Regions from separate parts of the Hermetia illucens genome. Here region 1 is linked to region 2. Evidence: chromatin contacts called from public Hi-C data. All regions are on one chromosome and are shown on one strand. The core of a region is the stretch at or near the end of the contact, and the rest is flanking DNA. Distances in the headings are between cores, read along the strand shown. Region 1 holds the start of LOC119654523. Region 2 holds the start of LOC119655021 (biogenesis of lysosome-related organelles complex 1 subunit 1).

What was found. Hi-C and Micro-C count contacts between places; a contact is called where the count stands out from the background.
Region 1: a contact with region 2 is called in a Hi-C map of an unstated tissue, with 8 times the contacts expected there. The contact joins the promoter of LOC119654523 here to the promoter of LOC119655021 in region 2. A contact is called at or near these places in 2 of 2 Hi-C or Micro-C datasets (an unstated tissue and whole body).

What each region holds. Positions count from the first base shown.
Region 1 is chr4:70,110,711-70,116,595 of iHerIll2.2.curated.20191125, reverse strand. It overlaps LOC119654523, which reads left to right and starts at 4,587. Exons shown (of 5, transcript XM_038059965.1): 1 at 4,587-4,792. The coding sequence starts at 4,767. It overlaps LOC119654525 (a long non-coding RNA gene), which reads left to right and starts at 5,736. Exons shown (of 3, transcript XR_005249826.1): 1 at 5,736-5,750.
Region 2 is chr4:69,768,649-69,774,428 of iHerIll2.2.curated.20191125, reverse strand. LOC119655021 (biogenesis of lysosome-related organelles complex 1 subunit 1) reads right to left here and starts at 2,323. Exons shown (of 4, transcript XM_038060695.1): 1 at 2,163-2,323; 2 at 2,024-2,096. The coding sequence starts at 2,223.

The sequences.
Region 1 (5,885 bases), core at 3,338-5,837, 340 kb before region 2:
ACGATGCACGCAGTGGACTTTGAGGCGTCTTTGAGTGCAAATCCATTTTTTTGCGACCTGTGAATCTTTCAGAAATGTACGTTTTATTGCCGTTCAGGTAAAAATGTCACAATTTGCTATAAAGCTTGTTGCGATTACTACTGAAACGTAAAGTAACTTGAAGAAATCACGCGTCAATTTCCCACTCTCCTGTTAAAAACTGATTGATTACTCTAAAAGTAAAAACTAATAAACATTTAACCTGATACTTTCACGTGGATAAGATTCAAATTGCTCAGTCATTTTCTAAAGCGGGGATTCTATTGCAATAATAGTGTTGTAATGTTGACACCGACACCTATTTGCACCGAATGCTTCAAACATATTTTCTATTTTGCAAATGTGAGAAATTAAATTAATGCAAATCTCCGACATATTGCTACATAATTGATTTGCAGGTCCCAGTTTAAAACTTATAAAGACGATGCAGTGGGGAAAGTGCAGTTAATGCGCAACACAATGTTTATACGGCTTTAGCGAGAATAACGCCCGAACACAAGGTGAATAAAATACTTCACTGGCGTCTTTACCTGAGTGGCGACCGAATGTACATTTTCTGAAAAATTTTCAAAATATCGGTTTTGCACGGCGCGGGATTCGAACCTTGGACCGGATGAATATTCTGCGGATTATCTTGATAATTTAACAAACAGCTTTTTTCAAAAAAGGATTATATGTTCGATATAATGTACAACAACAATCGCCAGCAAATCCTTGAACTCCTTCGAAATATTAATAATGATGATAACCAAATTAATAAAAAAAGGTGGGAGCAAGGAGCAAGTGTTACCTAGATATTGGCGCTGCAGCAGGCTTTTTACTATGTGGTGCTGGAATTGAGGACTCTATGTAGATAAATTTTTTTTCCATGTTTTTTTTTAATGTAAAAATGTAATGGCTACTTTCTCGAAACACTGCTACCCGTTTTTATGAATTTCAACGTATAACTAACTATATAGTTATCTGCAAAAGTTAATAGCAACATCCTATGCTTAGTATTAAGTATTCCAATATTTTACAACAACCCAGTATCAACATCTTATTTACGCCCTATACCTTCTCTTAACTACACAAAAATTGATATAGTTGATCAAATTGTGATTAAATTTCGTAACCAAAATTCCCTGTAAATAAATATAGAAAGAATTTGGAAAATTTAATTAACTGTGGGTAAAATTAGCAAAGCTAATAATCATAGTTATATTGAAGAAATTGAAAAGGGAATTATACTGACTTGAAATTTATATGGAGAAATACAGCCATTTTGTAACAAATTTTAACAACGTAACGTCATTATATCTTCACTTCCCGCTATAATGTTCACCAATTTACTAATTGATTGTTCTTGTATTTCAGATACAAAAGCAATCTCATGAAAGTGCATATAAATACACCGGCAGAGAAACTCGCAAATAAATTTAAAAAAGTCGGAAAACTGGAAGCTGGACGCTTTAGATATAAAAGGTTTTGTTTCCATATGTGAGGAACTTTGAGTGCATGGCAATTGCACTGGCAAAATAATGCAAAATTCAACTGTGTCAGCAGCTATTTATAGAAATAATTTGCTCTGATAATAACTAATTTCATACGCTTGACAGCAGCAGTTCAACATTATTAGCAAATATGAAGAAGTTCACCAAAAACACACAAACAAACAAGTCGGGATACCGGGAGCTGGGCGTGTTGGGGTATAAATGTTTTGGGTTAATCTTGTGTGAGAAACTCCCTGCCTCCCTGAATACAAAATATTCTACAATATTGCGCTAAACCAGATGATACACATATCAACATACATATCGCTGACATAAATACTGTGTTCATCATAAAAATAAACAATAAACGAACATTGTCTGCTACCGCATTGATAAATTGATCTAACGCATCTTCAGGCACTCCTTGCACAAATGCGCGTACGTAAACTAGAAACCGCTGGTAACCAGGCAAGCTTTATTACACATACATATACGAGTACATACACATGTCTGCCTCGAGTAATTGATACTGATATGCAAATAATGTGTGGGGACCTCCTCTCCAAACTTAACCTAAAATGGTGTTAATCGCTACATATAATGGGACACACAGACCACATAATTGGTCCAGATGTCTCCGAGTAAATTGGGTGTGACAAACCGACAGACGGACAGACAGACATTGAATCGATTTTAATAAGGTTTTGTTTCACACAAAACCATAAAAAGGACTCACTTAATAGCAGCAAAGGGTAAAGGTAAGTAAATTCTTTATATATTCGACTTTTTTTACTCGAATGTCAATTATTCTCGTTAACTATGACGTCAGCATCTTATTTGCATGGCTTAAGATGCAGTAAATTCGGAGCAAACTAATAGCCGGATTCTCATGAAACTTTGCAGTGTTGAACGCGATACTGTTCCCTAGGTTGCTGCAATTTAGTAAAACTAGGATGAACCTAAGAGGGGTTATCCGGTCCAATCCTAAAAGCTGGTAATAATTTATTATTAAGTTTATTTAAACAGATCTCCTAATGAGACATATTTTGGGGACTAGACTTCGTACAAGCGCATGGCCCTGATTTTTGAGTTACGTTTTCCACCCATAAAATAAGATATTAATAATCAGATGCAATTGAATAGATAGATAAAAGAACATTTAAAAGAGGTGTTAAATTTAAGATTTAATTCAATTAATATTATAAGTTGAAGGAAGATGCTTAAGAATGGAATTTCTTTAATAAAACGAATAAATTCTAATTTTTAAGTTTTTCCTCTTAACCTTGAATAGAACTTATAATCACTTGCGTCTACGATTATTTGCGTTGCACCAGCTTATTAGCGATTTTAAGTGGAAAGTATTCAATGGCATTGTGGATTTTTTTGGCATGGCATCTCTAAAATTTTTTTAGCCAACTTAATTAATAGCAGCAGGAAATTCCGAGTTGAGATTCTTTATTTATTATAATCATTTTTATGACTTCGTCTCTTCCAGAACCATATAATGCTAAGTTTCCATTCAATGCTTTTATCCACTGACAAGTGAACTGTCAATTGTCAGCGACTAGTCAGAACTATGATAGGCAAATGCGGGGCCGGCTGTCCTCGGTCAAATCCACCATTTTGCTAATTTATGGACCTAATATGATGGAATTGACAGGCTCTCAAATCACCATTTAGCATATCAAGCCATCCTTGTTGTTGGTTTATTCTCAATCGACTTCCATTCTCAAACCAATCTTCGCAGATGAGTTCCCGCCAGTGCGAATGGCATGTCCATATGATCGAAAAAGCCTCAATTGCAGTGTTCCTTGCAAAGTCATATCTGTCAGATATGTGAAATCCCTCAATAAGAGTTGAATGCGACTGCCTACAATAAGCGTTTGTCGTATCTGCTAGTTTCGTTAAACTTCTACTAAGTGGGTCATCCCACTTAAGAAGAAATGAATAAAGACTCTAATGCATTTTTTAGAATTTTTTTCACCATAGATTTATTAATATCTTGACCTCTCTCTACCCGGAGCGGCGTGACCGGTGGTATTTGGCTCGTTTATATTGAATTCAAAATCCGCCAAGGGTATGAATTGTAACGACCGAAATCGCGTTGTTAGAACCTAAACTGGTTTAAGCTTATAGAGATGAAAATTTTTCTTTGAGATGAGTTGTCTTGAGCCTACCATCTACTTGATAGCGGGCCGCACATATTTGAGAAGGAACTTATTTCTGCTATTCAGTGCGCGGACTACTCTTTCGTGGGCAAGTGCCCAGTACTTTTAAAAATGATAATATTCGCTATGCGGTTTCGATATGTATTTAGACTTAATAACTTTTTACACTCCAAATGGTCGCAAATATCTTCGGAAACCTCAGGAACTGCTGGATCGGTTTTAATTATTGTTTTATGAGAATAATCACAACACAACATCGAAATTCGTTGGCACTAAGATCCTTTTTAGACGTTTTTGAATTGATATTTAATTTATTAGAAGCAGCCAAAATTCTACCTTTGAATAATTTCGTTAGTTCTAGTTCGGGTCATAACTATATACAGTGAGCAAAAGTGAAATGCGGACACGGCCGTACGAAATATTTAAATGATAAAATTTTAGTGACAAAAGTTACTTCAAAAGGCGATTTCGTTAAAAAGCTATTTTTAAAATGCTGTCTCTATTTTCGAATTAGGCATCGAAATTATTTCCTTCCAGAACCGCCCACTAAAAAGAGAAAAGTTATTAATATTATTTATTAATTTGGTGCGTTCATGTTACGTTTATGCTCTTTATCGAACATAATCGTGATCCAATTTGCTAATAATAAATTCTAGTCATGATTTCATTTTTGGTCGCAGAACCAACAAATCTGTGACTATCTTATCAAATTGGAATTTTAAAATCGAATATCTCTCAGATGTTTCTGTCGATTTTCATAGATATGGACTTTTTCATAGCAGAGATGTTTCCTACAAATCTTAATCTATAACTCTCCTTTAGCCATGATAGTTCCAGTGATACCGGATATTTATTAATTTTCACTACACATTGTATCAGTCCAAGTGACGTTATCATCAATTTGACGTTTCGTATTGATATTACCTTGTCTAGTCTGTGTACACTGCCTTTAACCTAAGTGTCAATCCGGGAAAGCGTCGATGTAATCCATGTTCTTGCTATATATGTCAAATAAGCTACGGCATTGATATTAGGCTGCCGGGGCCAAAACAAGTTAACGGATAATATAAGCGGGCATAAAGAAGAGATGGAAGAGCCTTGTGAGTTGAGTTGGTGAGTATTTACGTTGAGTGTTCGGTAGAGTTAGCTTTATATATAATTCTACAGAAAGGCAACTAAAGCCGATCTTATTTGCTCCCTGATTTCTCTATTTACTAATCTGTGATTTTGCATGTCTAGATTCGTGAAACATACGCGGTTTTCGTCACCAAGTTGTGATTCGCCAAATAAGACTGCACACTATGAATGCGAGTTCTGAAGAATTCTTGCAAACAAACGCGTACCGTTTGAGATTTGTGTCTAATCGCGAGTATTCTGTCGGATTTCGATCGCCTTCGCATGGCGATGAAATGTCAAATCAGCTGAAGAGTATCTCCTAAATAATTACCTCCTCAAAATCCCTTTTTGGCAGTAAACTCACAAGCCAAAGGTAACGACTTTGGTGGTGCTTGTCCGTACACATCGCGAGACTCGAGTGATATCGGACACAGCTTATAGCTTCGTCTCATAAATGCTCGCGAAGGCTCCTGTCCCGTTCGATTTTCATCGTGATCGAAGTGACAATTTGACAGTTTTGTAATTTCCAGGAGTCGCAACTCGAAACTCCCTGTTGCACCTAATTCAGTTTCCTAAAAGCTTTTTGAACATACCACGGCAGTTGCGTGGAATGCCATCAAACTTGATCCATGGAATGGAACGGTATCCTCCGCGTTTGTGGTCTTTCCGATCTCCGAATGCTTAAGGCCCAAATACAACAGCAGAGTAACTGCGTATTTCCGTAGTGAGAGAGCTGTCAAATGAAGTTCATTACACGGACTTGTATGAAGCAATATACAAGTTCGATGCGCAATGCCGCACGCAGAAAAGTTCGGAAAGCTTTTGCGATGCGTGAGAGAGAGTTTGTTGCGTCATTTGCAATATGGTGGCGCTTTTCGTTTTTTGGCTGTTACTTTTGAATGTAATTAATTTACATGAATTCGTTGTGAGAACTGTGGAAGGCACTAATTGAATTGTAAATGCCACGGGAAATTGACAGTTATACATTTTTATGGGTTGCCATGCCAATGAAGTCTCCTCGGTAGAGTTGTGACGTCTCACAACATGGCGCGGGCTATTCAGTCTGTTTGAATTTGCTTGAAATTTCAAT
Region 2 (5,780 bases), core at 1,074-3,573:
GGTGATCGCCGAAACAATCGTATTATTCGCTCGATAAGCTTTTCCTATTCTGGTACTATTGCCATGCTTACCCATATAGCCAAAAGGAGTTTCACGCATTCACTTATCCATAGGTAAAAACTTGTTGATTTCACCAATATATTGGCAAGTCCGGCAGCTTGTCAAATAAAGCTGATCCGGTTTTCGTTATATCTCGCTCAGGGTAAGGGCAAAGCAATTTGAAATCGTACGCACCCGTTCTCATTTCATTTTTTGGGGAATAGGAGGGAGTGTGGTAGCTGCATAGGATCTATTTGTGGTTCAAAGTGTGATGTTGGTATTCAAGGAAGCGTCCTCTCGTCCCCACTATACAGATGTTTTCCTAACATCCTAGCAAAACTAGATCTCGGACAACATTTCCATAAGTGAACTGCGATTAAATTTGAATAAAACAGATTTTTCGTTTTTGACGGCGAACTCTAATGCAACAAGCACTATTGCTGCCAACAATATCCACAACCGGCGTTCTTAGTAATCGACGCCAAAAAGCATCATACCGTTCACGAGCAATTACAGAATGTAAAGTTGAGAATTAAGGAGGAACTTCCGAATTCTGTTCCCATTGTAAAAGGAAATAATAAGATATGTGCTGCGGTACACTTGCCGAAATTTCGCCTCGGAAGACATAACAAGAATAAACCAAGCCCAAAACACAAAAAGAATGACTGTGTGCACGCGGAGTGAGAGAGCTGTCAAATGAAGTTCATTACACGGACTTGTCTAAAGCAATAACCCAGTATATGCCTATTGGCAGTACTCACACTAAAATGCCTCGACTTGCAAATAGATTACGGAATCTTATCCGTACACATGATCGGTGCTAAAGGACAAACTATAAACTTCGTCTGGGTTGGTAAGAGAGAGATGAAAAGAATCTCAGGGGTGGCACTAATGCCAAATATATAGCCAACAGTAGTTTCACGTATTCACTTATCTATAGATAAAAACGTATCACTCTCACCTACCCATTGGCAAGTCCGGGCAGCATGTCAAACACAGCTGATCCGGTTTTCGTTATATCTCGCTAATGCTCAAGGGCAAAGCCACAGTAGATCTACTATAGGCAGTACGCTTACAAAAATGACCCCACTTGCAAATGTGCTTGCAGAAGCTTATCTGTACACATCAGAGACGCTAAACAAGGAAAAGGCACAATCTTCGTCAAATCGTATTGGTAAGAGAGAGATCGGTAAGCTTCTGCTATTCTGATACTACGGCATGGTCACCCATATAGCAAAAAGTTGTTTCACGTATTCACTTTTACATAAGCAAAAACTTGCCAATCTCACCAATACATTGGCAAGTCCGGGCGGTATGTCAAACACAGCTGATCGGGTTTTCGGTACATCTCGCTCATGCTCAAGGGCAAAACAATTTGAAATCGTGTGTACTCGCATTGACTTCCCCCCTTGAGGGGCAAGGGGGAGTGAGGTAGCTGTCTAGTATCTAACTGTGGGCAAAGCAATTTGAAATCGTGCGTACTTGCACTGATTTCCCTTCTTGAGTGTGGTAGCTGTCTAGTATCTACCTGGGACAATACGTAACAAGTCAGACACGCAATGCGGCATTAATTTGAATGAATTCGTTTTCAGACGTACCGAAGGCGCTATTTGCGCTAATTATTGTCAATTGCATTGGTCCCATCGCTTCCATTCATAAAAATTGAATTTAGTGCCTATCGCAGTCCTCAAAACGAATTCATGTGAATTAACTACATTTAAAAGTAACAGCAGGATGCGAAGAACGCCGCCAAATCTGCAGAACGAACCTTACCGACGTAGAGCGAACTTTGCCGACCTTAAATATTCAGTATGCGTTCTGCATCTTCTCTCGTCCGCACTCCGCACGCGCCGTAATTGTTTCCCGCTTAATTTTGTTGCGGCCGAGTTTTGTATATTTGATTATCTGGTTTTTTTTATCATCAACGTTGCGTTCGAATTGTGATCTAATTGTCATTGATAAGAGTGTATTTCAAATAACCTACCCCACATTTAAATGGTCTACCAATGCTTGAGTTAGCTCGTTTGCGGCCTCCACAGTCTCCTTCCGTCTACTTTCTGGAAAAAATGTACATATTGTAGATATGGTTAAATCCACCAAGTAATTTCTCTGATATCGGGCACCTTGTTCTTCTTTTCTTCGTGATTGTTTGAGTTGGTGTTCCTTTACCATAGAGGACAGCATTTCAACTTCACTAACTTCCGCAACCCAACCACAAATCCAGAGAGCTTAATAATACATCTCGATATTGACGTCTCCTATTCTACCCGCGTTCCATATCGTTCTCGCGCCACCCACGACCGCGGTCATTACCGTTCCATTTGATTTTGACCTTTTTGATTCAAAATGTCACTGCAGGCTGAACTATCATTGCATTTTCAAAATATTTTTAACGAACTCAATTAATTGCATTAAGCAACTTTGTGATTTTATCTTTTCTAGAATCAAATTATGCCGAATTTTCATTCATCATTATTCCACTGACAAGAGTTGTCCCTTGATGCCGTACCGGCCGCTAAATAGTACACGGCTCCTTCCTACAATGGACCACAGGTTGAAACTATCCCGCTACCAAGCTCTCTCCTGCCCCCAGAAAAGGGAAATCTCAATTTCAAATTGCTTTGCCCTTGAGTTTGAGCGAGATTCTCGTTGTGCACGCATTTCATGAAAGAAAATATCGTATTTTAATTTAATTTAATTTTTCTTTCAATCAAATATGGCTGACATGTTCTTTCCATCTCTCTTACCAATACGATTTGATGAAGATTATGCCTTGTTTAGGGCGTGCGTGTACGGATAAGCTTCCGCAATGCATTTATAAGTCGGGGCATTTTAGTGTGGGTACTGCCTATTAGATATACTGTACGAGAAGTCTGATGAAAATGAGAATATAGAAGAATTTTTTGTGAATGTAGTAGATTCTATTGATGATCAAGATGATTGTATACAAAATGTGAATATAGTGAAGTCAAAGATAAGAGTTGCGTTTAAAATTGGTACTGATAAGTCTGAGGTTATTTGCTTCAGAAACCCCAGTGGGGAGCGCCACTTGTGAACAGTGCCAGAAAGTAAAAACCTGCGCATTGCCAACCACACGCTCAAGCCGAAACCAACCATTAAATACCTGGGAATCTCCCTCAACAACAAACTCAAATCCAACCCTCACGCTAGATCTGCTATCGCCAAGGCCTCAGCCGCCTTAGAAAACCTCCTCTCATCCCGGACCCTGTCCCCTGCCACCAAAACCCTTTTATACAAAATTCTCATTCGTCCAATCCTGACCTACGGTTTCCCAGCATGGGCTACCATGTCACCGAACATAGCAGAAGCTCTCCAACGCTTTGAAAGGACGATATTCAGGAAATGCACGGCCAAATACAGAAGGCCAAACCTAAAATTTCACCAAAACTCTCTTCTGTACGACCCTTCGGGGATTTGCCCCATAATTCCGCACATGATCAAGTTGTCGCACGTCAGACTGAAAAATTGGCTGTCCCACCCTAACCCGCTGATAAAAAATCTCGCTAAACGCAATGCACTATTACGCGAGCAGAGGTACTACGTGTCAGGGCTGACTCTCCTCTCGGACAGTAGCTCTCCTCTCGGACAGTAGCTCTCCTCTCAACCATCACGCCTCCCCTCCTTCCTTCATCCCCTCCTTTTATTAAAACTCCTCCCCGGAATTTCACAGAGGCTGAACGCGTAAGTTCAATGTTCTGGCAGTCAATCCCCGCGCAGGTGTAAATCACCTGCTATTATTTTTTCTTCACTTAGTCCATATTAAGACGATAGACACTAATTAGCCTGCACATAATGTAATATCTCCAAGCATTAATCTTTTCCCGAAATTGAGGTCCCTCCTTCTACCAATTAAGCCCCACAATATATGCCCCGCAATCCCACAGTCCTTTTCATCCCTCCCGCCTTGGGTCACTGTCCTCGCACAGGCCCAAATCGAGTAAAAGCCCTTTCTCAGAATGCTAACACCATTGAGAAAGGACTGCGCTTTACTCCAATTCCCCTAATCAATCCTGTCCACCGGTGCCTAAAAACCCCCTTTTTACTGTTTCCCAGTACGGAGTACTATTTTGTGTTATGTTTGTTTAGTTTGTTTAGTTGTAAGTTATAAATTATTCTTAGGTTTAAGCACATGTTATGTCAAATGAGCACTGACATGCACCACCTTTTCACTTTATACCATGTAACCGGCTAGGCCGGATATCTCCGTAGGTTAGCGTTACATACTTAATTAGTCACGCTTGAGCTTTTGAGTTATTATTCCTTTTATACCGCACATATATTTATTTTCTTTGCTCAATAAATAAATCTGAAATCTTTAAAATTGATACTGGGGCTGTGTGTAATATTATACCTATTAATGTATGTAGAAAATTAAATATATATTAAATATGTAGGAAATTATAATCGAAAAAAAATTAGAACGATTGGGAAGGGAAAGTAGTGGTCAAGTAGAACCCTGTAGACACATGCCTTTTAAAGTGATAAGTAAATTGAAAAATGAAATAAAAAGGATGGGAACAGCAGGAACCGTCACAAAGATTAAACAAGTGGAAATATCGGAAGTTCGCGCTTCGGGTATAAAGGTGTTGTGTTTATTTTATGTAAGAAATTTCAACGCACATTTTTCTATCCGTTTATAGCTGCAAATCCAACATATTCCTTCATATTTTTCCAAACAACAAAACGTACGTACATATTACAGACATATATGTTATGCTCACCCTAAACAAACAAACTGCCTATTTCCGAATACTGTACATATATATGCACGTATAATCGTAATCGTAAATCGTATGATCGTACCCATATTTCCGATTTACTTCGTGCACAAAAGCATACACATAGTACGTATATTAAATACGGCTGGTTTAATGTACAAATATATCTATCTGAATTAGACACGACCAGCAAACTTCATTAGCGCGCATTTACTATATACCTACATACACACATGTCTGTTTGGAGTAATTGATATTCATATACAAATGACTAAAAAGTGTTGTATTAACGAATTGATATGTGATGATGACGTCATACGGGTTACAGAGTGCATGAAATTCACAAAAAATGGCAAAATTTCACACCCTCTAACTTTGTTAATAATAGTTTGATTCTCTTCAAACTGACCAACTTGTGCATTATGTTCTTCTTTACAGCCATGCCAAATTTTATAATCCTAGAATAAACATAATGATGTCTGATGCGTCCCTAAGCGGGACACTCACATAGAAAACGTTCCGTGGATTCCGCTTCCTCATTACAGGATATACACGTATCATCTTGGATAATTCCTATTGTGAACATATGCCCAGCTAGTGAATTATGGCCAGTCAGAAAGCTCACAATACTTTTGCAAGTTTTCCTGCTTTTCGACAGTATAAACTTTGCAGTATGTTTGTTTGGTCCTGACAGGAAGACTTTAATCTGTCTAGGAGCATTAAAGCTTCGCCACCTGTCAATATGGGAAGCTTGTTCCCAGTTTTTGATACCAGCACCAGTCAATGCTATCGACACCCAATTGCTAGTTCCTATCCGAACATGGGGAAAGTTGAAGTCTCTTTTGTTAAAGCATCCAAGATTTCATTTCCACCCCAGAGTAAATCCACCATATTGAGTCTTGAAACAGCATTCAATCAGTTTCTACATCCCTGAACAATTTTTGAAGTGAGCAAGGAATTGATCAACGCCCTCAATGCAGCTTGACTGTCGCTACAGATTGC